Linked DNA regions of Arachis hypogaea: region 1 is linked to region 2. A link is a contact called in public Hi-C data. All regions are on one chromosome and are shown on one strand. The core of a region is the stretch at or near the end of the contact, and the rest is flanking DNA. Distances in the headings are between cores, read along the strand shown. Region 1 holds the start of LOC112726515 (pentatricopeptide repeat-containing protein At3g62890). Region 2 has its middle 22 kb from the start of LOC112726514.

Region 1 (4,019 bases), core at 923-3,422, 44 kb before region 2:
CAACCAAAAAAACCGTTTTATAATAAACACCTGATTCTATAAAAATTCAATGAATAGAGCAACTGGTTCTAAACACTCTTCTACAGCATTTTTTTACTTCAAATGGGGATCATAAACAACTAGTTCTATGAATAAACAAACTACAATAATATGCAATGCCAAAAATAGGTCAATAATGAAATAAATTCTCTCTTCAATTCTATGTTCAAGCTTGTAGCAGCCCAGAATCAACAGAGTAATACAATTGAAATAGTCTTCCTTCGTATTCTTATATACCTCAAAGAATTTCCTACAAAATGAAAATTGAACCCAACACACAGCCTTAAAACAAAAACAAAACAACACTCAGAAATCATCACCTCTTCCAAATACAACCTTAAAACAAAACAGAACAACATTCAGAGTTTGAGCATTGATCACAAAAAATTGATTTCTGAAACAAAACAAAAACAACATAACAATATTCAGAGTTTGAGCATTGATCACAAAAAATTGATTTCTGAAACAAAACAAACAATCAACAAAACAATGAAAAATGAAGCATATAATAAATCAATGATCACCAATATCCAGCAATAATCTCAAAGACAACAATAAATACACAACAACAATTTAGCAAATAAACAAGAACAAGACCTAAGTAGAAAATCCAACAAATTAAATCACAGCAACCTAACAATTTAGCAAATTAAAACAATAGCAGCCCAACAATTTAGCAAATTATCAACTTAACAAGTTCAAGAACAGAAAATCACAACAAAAACAAAAAAACAAGTAACAGAAGAACAATAGAACAACAACATACGAACAATTAGCAAATTAACAAATTCACAATAACAGTTAAAATTTACCAGAAGAACACTAATGCAAGTGGAATCATCATGCTAATATGTTTTCAGCAAAGATGCTATTTGTGCAGCTAAAATTTCCTAATTACTAAGATCCAATTATTCTAATTTCACATGCAATCGACTTACTAAGTTTCTGAAAGCTAGAAATTATAAAACCAACCAGAAATATGGTTAAAGCATTTCATCAAACATGTTGAGTGCGGTAAAATTAAAATGAAATAAGAGAATTCAAAGCTTAATATCAATGTGATAGAGAAGAGAACATAACTATTGTAACTTTAATTCAGTCTATGAAAAAATCCAAACCACTAACAAATCAAATAGTTACTTATTGTAATAGAAATCAGAAGTTACAGAGTTTGAAGCAGAGTATTGGTGTTGTGAGTGTATTGTCTGGTGGCAGGTTTAGGGAACTCACGGCGGCGACAAAAGAGAGCAGTTCGACGGCTAGGTGGAGCGCGCGGGTTGGTCGCAGAGTTTGAAGCAGAGCAACGTGGCTTCCAGACGAACGCGAATGCGAACTCGAACGGTGAACGGCGAGTGAACTCTAACGGTGAACGCCGAGCGAACGTGAACGGCGAAGAACGCGAACGAAGACGACAGCTGAACGAAGACGCGAACGTGAACGGCAAACAAACGGCGACGGAAGCGCGGCTGAGCAGACAAAGACGACGGACGCCGAGCTCGAGGAAGCAGCCGCGATCGGTGAAAGCGAACAGGATTGAAGACTTGGAGCACGAGGGAACCTAGATAGACGGACGGACGCCGAACTTTGAGTGCGACGGATGGCGGCAGTATGCCACTCCTTGCGGCGGGGGTGTAGGCTTACAGTGCTAGGGGTTTTTTTGGCTGGGTTTGTGTGATTTCTTTCTGAATGAATGAAAGAAAGGGAGAAAGGGAGAAAGAAATGAAGGAGCTTCCGTTTTTGTGTAAACCGACTGGATTTCGGTTCGGTCTGACCAATCGGTCCGGTCCAATTTTCAAAACTATGGATGAAACAAAACAATAGAGATCAATTCATGAGACAAAACACAAAAATCCAATGTGGATATTTAAATCTTTATTTCATTGCTTTCACCTATATCTATCTGCATTTATTCACGGAACTACCAGACTTCACTTAAGTTGCAACATAGTTAAGTTTAAAATTTGATCAAAGGTTGAGAGAGTACCTTATCATTCGAGAGAACGAAGCTTCGGCGGCAAGTGACAACCGGCGGCAACCGTGCGGTGAGTGAGAGAGGTGAGAGTGTGTTTCAGAGTGAGGTGAGGTTGGGAATGGTTTGGGGATGCCGTTGAATTAGGTTTTTTTTCCATTCATAATAAAACGACATCGTATGGAAGGGGTTTAAAAAAAATGAGTAATTACCCAATTCAGTCCCCGATGATTTTTACAATGAACACTCTAGTCCCTGAGCCTTTTAAATACCCAATTAATTATGAATCCATTTCCCGTTCAAATTCGCCTGTTAATGATTGACGGAAGTCGTCTACATGGAACGTTAACTATACACGTGGCCGTTAAGTGCCATGTGTATCGAAGCGGACAATGCAGTCCCTATGGTTATGTTAGGAACGATACCGTTTTTTTAGTTCCAAGTCGTGCGGAAGATAGCCTAAGGTACTCTGCTAAAACCGTATTTGTTCTTCATCATCATCATCATGGTTCTAAAACCCCAGTTTCAGGTCGAATGACTCCAAACAAAGGAAGTTCATCGTGTTCGAATGTCGTGGAAGACATGGTGGTTCTAACTGTAGTGATTTCGGGCACGTTGACAAAAGGAGAATACCCCAAATGCCTATGTGGTTTATATATTGTAATCACCATTTCAAGGACTTTAGAAAATCCTAGGAGGTTGTTTTCCGGATGCCCGCTATACAAGGTAAATTGCAGCTTCAATTTTTGTTGATTTCCATGTATAAGTAAGTTGTTCGAGTGAGTTGTTCATGTGATTAACAGGAAAAGCTTTCTCACTAAAAGTTCTTTGCATGGGTTGACCTGATTTTTAATATCAAGAATAATCATGGTGCTGTGGAAGATGTTATGTTGGGTGGTGTTGATGTTGCTAATGTTAGTTCGTTGTGTACTGCTGCTGATGAAGTGCAACAAAAACTCATGGAGCTGCAAAGCAGAGTTGACATGTTAGATGTTCATGAAAATGGTGCCCCAAAGATTGAATGCAAGAATATATGTACTAGTATAGTGTTTGTTATTATTGTCTTTGTAGTGTTAATATTGACACGAGCAGTAGCCATTGCTGTTTTGTAAGTGATATAGGGGCCTAGATTTAGTCGAATGAATAATGTTGAAAATGTCTAGTTTGGTTGCTATTTGTTTGTATTGAATAAAATGAAACTTATTTGAACGAAAAATTTTTAAAAGATAAAGTAACACATATAACAAATTAGATATCAACCACCATTAAAAAGGTTTTGTACCTAAACATAAGTTTTAAACAAACAAGTTCACTGGATGAACAATCAAAATGCCAACCAAAGTTAATCATACAGTAGTGCATGAACTCCTAAGAGAGTACTATACATCTCTCATCAAAAAACAAATTCAAGTTTATCCAATCACATCCAGCAACACAACACATAAAAGACAAATATGTTCTTAGTTTTTTTCAAAAAATAAAATCAACAGCTAGATGACTTTTCAGGTAGATTACTTTTTTCTTGGGTGCTTGAATCCTAGGTTTGGAATGAACTGAAACATCTTGGAGGCAGTGCCCTTGCTTGCAGTAGTCATTGTTTCTATGGAGACTCCATGGTGTTGCTGAACCTGTGAATTAAGTGGGAAGATGGGTGGTGGAGTGCCAGAAGTAGTTAGTGAAAAGTTTGGTCCAGGTTGGTGTGGCCTCACAACAGGTTGTTTTGCTATGACTTGTAGTGGGCTAAAATTGTAAATTAAAGCAACATCAATGATAATATCTCAAATGTTGTAACTATATAAGAAGCATATGAAAGCAATTTGAGTAAAGGCATTCTAAACTTACTAAACTAGTGGTTAGCCCTCTGATATTTCCAATATTGGCATAGTTGGAACAATGGGTCTAACGTTGGTGGTTGCTTTCTAAAAGACAATGCAAGCATTGTACAACATAAGTCAAGCAATCTCCTATAATCTAGAGTTATGGTTAACACGTATTATTGTATGATGTACAT
Region 2 (3,873 bases), core at 539-3,038:
CAGCCAGATGCTACACTAAACTTTATAAAATGATGTCGTTTTAGTTTTGACACTCAAATAACCCGAAAACAATATCATAAGTGGTGTTTATTAAAATTTTACCTAACAAAATAAGTGATACGACGCAGTTTATGAGCTATTTGAATGTCAAAACTAAAACTGCATCATTTTATAAGTTTCAACGTGATATCTGACTGTCTATATTAGCGTTTCATTAATGTTTTTGTACTGAAAATTGTCTCAGGGACTAATATGAGGGATGTTTATAAAGTTTGAAGACTAAATAGAGACAATTAAAACTTCAAGGACTAAATTGAGACTCGCGTATAAATTTAGGGACCACATTGAGTATTAACACTTTTTACTATTTTTTTTTTCATATTCATAATTTAAGCTTGAAATTAATTCTTAAAAAAATATCTGTTATTTTTACCTAATTATATGTTAATTTGCAAAGTTAGATGCTCCTATTGGAGGCTAACAATTGCAAAATTAGGGTATAGTGATTTTGACTTTTGGGACCTCTCATCATGGTGGTCGGTTGATGATTCAGATTTTTTTTTTAATTTTAATTTTTCCTAAAAATATTTCGCAATTATTATATTGAATGGCATGAGTACAAGTGTTAAGTGATCTGCATGAAGAGATAGCTAAATCTACCCTTTAATCATTTTTGTTGATTAAACGTTTACTTTCATCATTAACTTACTATGTGCATGAAACATTTGTCTTTGACATTATTTTACAATAATGAGTATTTTCTATTTGGAAAAGTATAGGTAAACAATGAAAATATTAAACAATATAAACAATAAATATATCGGATGTTTATTTTACTAGTGTACGGATGGTTATTTTAATATTAAAATTTAGAAAATTAAATTAGAGGTGTAGTGTATTCTGATTTGATTGGTGGTTGTTCATATTGTTCAATAAAATCATTGTCCCCCTAGCATTTCCCTTTCTATTTTGATTCCTAATAAATCATAAGTGCATGAGATGACTTACAAATTTAACACTTATTATTGCTTAAAATAATGTTTTTAAAAGAAATTAAAGGGTGTGACTAATCATTTATAACACGTGATATGTCACATGTCATCATTTTAAAAAATTTGGAAAAACAAATATTAGTTTTAATTAACATGGCATGTTACCTATCACTTAATATGACATATAAGTATTATCACTTAACATGGTATCTTCACTTCTTATATTACTCCCTTATCTCAACGAACAATATAAATAAATAAGCATGAAATTTTTAAATTTTTTTTTGTTTTCTATGGTATTTTTCAGTTCGCAAGTTAAAGGATTAATTTGTCGTGGATCGGAGTTCCATTTAAGGATTTGTTACTAGCCAATGGGTTGCTGCATGCACAAGGCGTGATTCGAATCCATAACACTTGTTTAAGTGAATTAGTGAGTTAACCACTAGACCAACCCAACATGGTTATTAAATATGAAATTTTTTTTTTTTGGTATACAATAAATATGAAATTATAACCTATCATTTCCCCACATGTTCTTTTTTTTTTTTGTGGTATTGGGTTCCTCAAGTATCTAGTAATTTCACTACCCATATTAAGTTTTGTTTGAAGGATTTCAAACTATGGAGGGAAAACAAAATAGTCTACATAGTTGAGAAGATCCATTTGCATTTGAGAAAGCCTAGAAAAAGAAAAGAATATACTTTTGGAATAATATTTTGGTCATAATGCTTTTGGAAAAGTTATTTGGGCCATTTATATACTAGTATTGGGCTTTCTATCTCTCACTATTGGGCTCACATGCTTTCTATTCTAGCAATAATAACACTACATCAATAACTTTCATTATTGGACTCCAGCCCATTGGAATAAGAAAAAGAACACTTTCATTGCATTTGTTTCTACGAAGAATTTGATCAATCATCTAAAGTGAAAAAATAGATAAAATGATAAAATAGATGATTAATTAACATTAATTTTAGAGTAATATTTTAAATAGGTCTCTAAAAAATTTACGATCGGACAAATTTATCCCAAATAAAATTTAACTAAAATTTTGACTCTGATGTTTTTAGTTATATACCAGATACGTCTCCATGGCAGTTTGACTCGGTCAGGATGTCCTACGTGGAGGTTAAAGGGCTGACGTATCAGATTAACTGCCACGTGTCACCTCCAGGACAATTTGGTCCCCATCCAAGCTGGACAAAACGACGTCGTATTGGATCATGAGGCGAACGACGTCATTTCGTGGAGGACAAATTCATCCCCACCAGACCTATATGCCTGTTCAAGAGGACCTATCTGTTTGATGATTATGCTTCTATAGGGATCTATTTGTCTGATAATAACCTATAATTGGTGACATTATTCTCAAATATATTCATTGTCTTTTTTTAGTTTCATTGAAAACACAAGCTGATGTATCTGGACCTACTAGCTTGCAAAATTCTAATCCTCCTTCTCATGACGCTCAAATTGAAGATTCTCCTTCACATGTCACAAAAAAATGTCTCAGACAATCCCAAAGTATGCTAATTTTGAATGACTTAATACGTATGTTGAAATCTGTATGAAACATCCTCATAATAATTTTGTTAATTTCAGGCTCAGTAACCTTTTAGACGTCCAAAGCAAACAATAATCAGGCTCAAGGCCCAGAAGAATGTTAGTGCTAAGAACATGGCAGTTGAAATCAGTGACACAACATCTAGATTGTTCAAATTTATTCCAACACCGGGATAAAAATGGATGAAACAAACCAAAAGCAATGTGTTTCTTTTATACTATTTCACCACAATTGATTTCATGCATATCCATCTAAATATAATGAGACATTTTAATCTAATAATTTGATAATCAACACGGAGTAAAACTTGCCTAAACAACCACCACATACATACAAAACACAACTACAACTACCAATGCCCCCAATTAATATACCCCTAAACAAAGCAAAAACAGTATGCTTCTTCACAATTTGGCTATCCTCATTCTTTTTCAACAACAGATTTTCCAACTGCTTCACTCTCTCCTCCAAGCCATCGTTCAACATACACATTAAGTCATTTAAAATTAGCATACTTTGTGATTGCCTGAGACATTTTTTTGTGACATGTGAAGGAGAATCTTCAATTTGATTGTCATGAGAGGGAGGATAGAATTTTGCAAGCTACCAGGTCCAGATACATCAACCTGTGTTTTCAATGAAACCAAAAAAGGACAATGAATATATTTGAGGGTAATGTCACCAATTATAGATCAGATAAATTTCCTCAAACAGGCAGATAGGTCCCTCATTTAAAACGTTGCCGTTTCGCAACTCTGCCTTCCATGGTGGGGACGAATTTGTCCTCCACGAAACGACGTCGTTCGCCTCATGATCCAATACGACGTCGTTTTGTCCAACTTGGATGGGAACTAAATTGTCTTGGAAGTGACACGTGACAGTTAACGTGACACGTCACTCCTTTGACCTCCATGTAGGACGTTATGATCAGGTCAAACTGTCATGGGAACGTATCTGGTGTATAACTAAAAATGTAAGGGTTAAATTTTATTTAAATTTTGTTGGAGACAAATCTATCCGACCGTAAATTTTTTGGGGATCTATTTGAGGTATTACTCTTAATTTTATAATTTTCATAAAATATGTGCCTCACAATCTTAATTTGAGAGTGATTAACTCCTCATTTTAGAGGATCTTGATCCTTCTATGAAATAGGCCAGTAACTAATTTATGTTGGTCAAATCATCGAGTGATCTCATTCATTTGTTTAAATAAGTATCGAAGATTTCAATTCTGTCTTGTATATATAATAATTTATTGACTAATAATAAATCTTTAAATAATAAAACTTAAATTATAATGAATTAGTTGTTG

What was found. A called contact is a pair of places that touch in the nucleus more often than the background predicts.
Region 1: a Hi-C map of an unstated tissue shows a contact between it and region 2, with 3 times the contacts expected there. The contact joins the promoter of LOC112726515 here to the enhancer-like site in region 2. A contact is called at or near these places in 3 of 8 Hi-C or Micro-C datasets (leaf and an unstated tissue).

Annotation. Positions count from the first base shown.
Region 1 is chr12:4,920,296-4,924,314 of arahy.Tifrunner.gnm2.J5K5, reverse strand. LOC112726515 (pentatricopeptide repeat-containing protein At3g62890) reads right to left here and starts at 2,172. Exons shown (of 2, transcript XM_025775926.3): 1 at 2,024-2,172.
Region 2 is chr12:4,876,481-4,880,353 of arahy.Tifrunner.gnm2.J5K5, reverse strand. No RefSeq gene overlaps it. Among protein-coding and RNA genes, the nearest start is that of LOC112726514, 22 kb to the left of the region's middle. Within about 2 kb of position 1,788, at least 1 of the 3 cell types and tissues checked has open chromatin away from gene starts, as enhancers often do.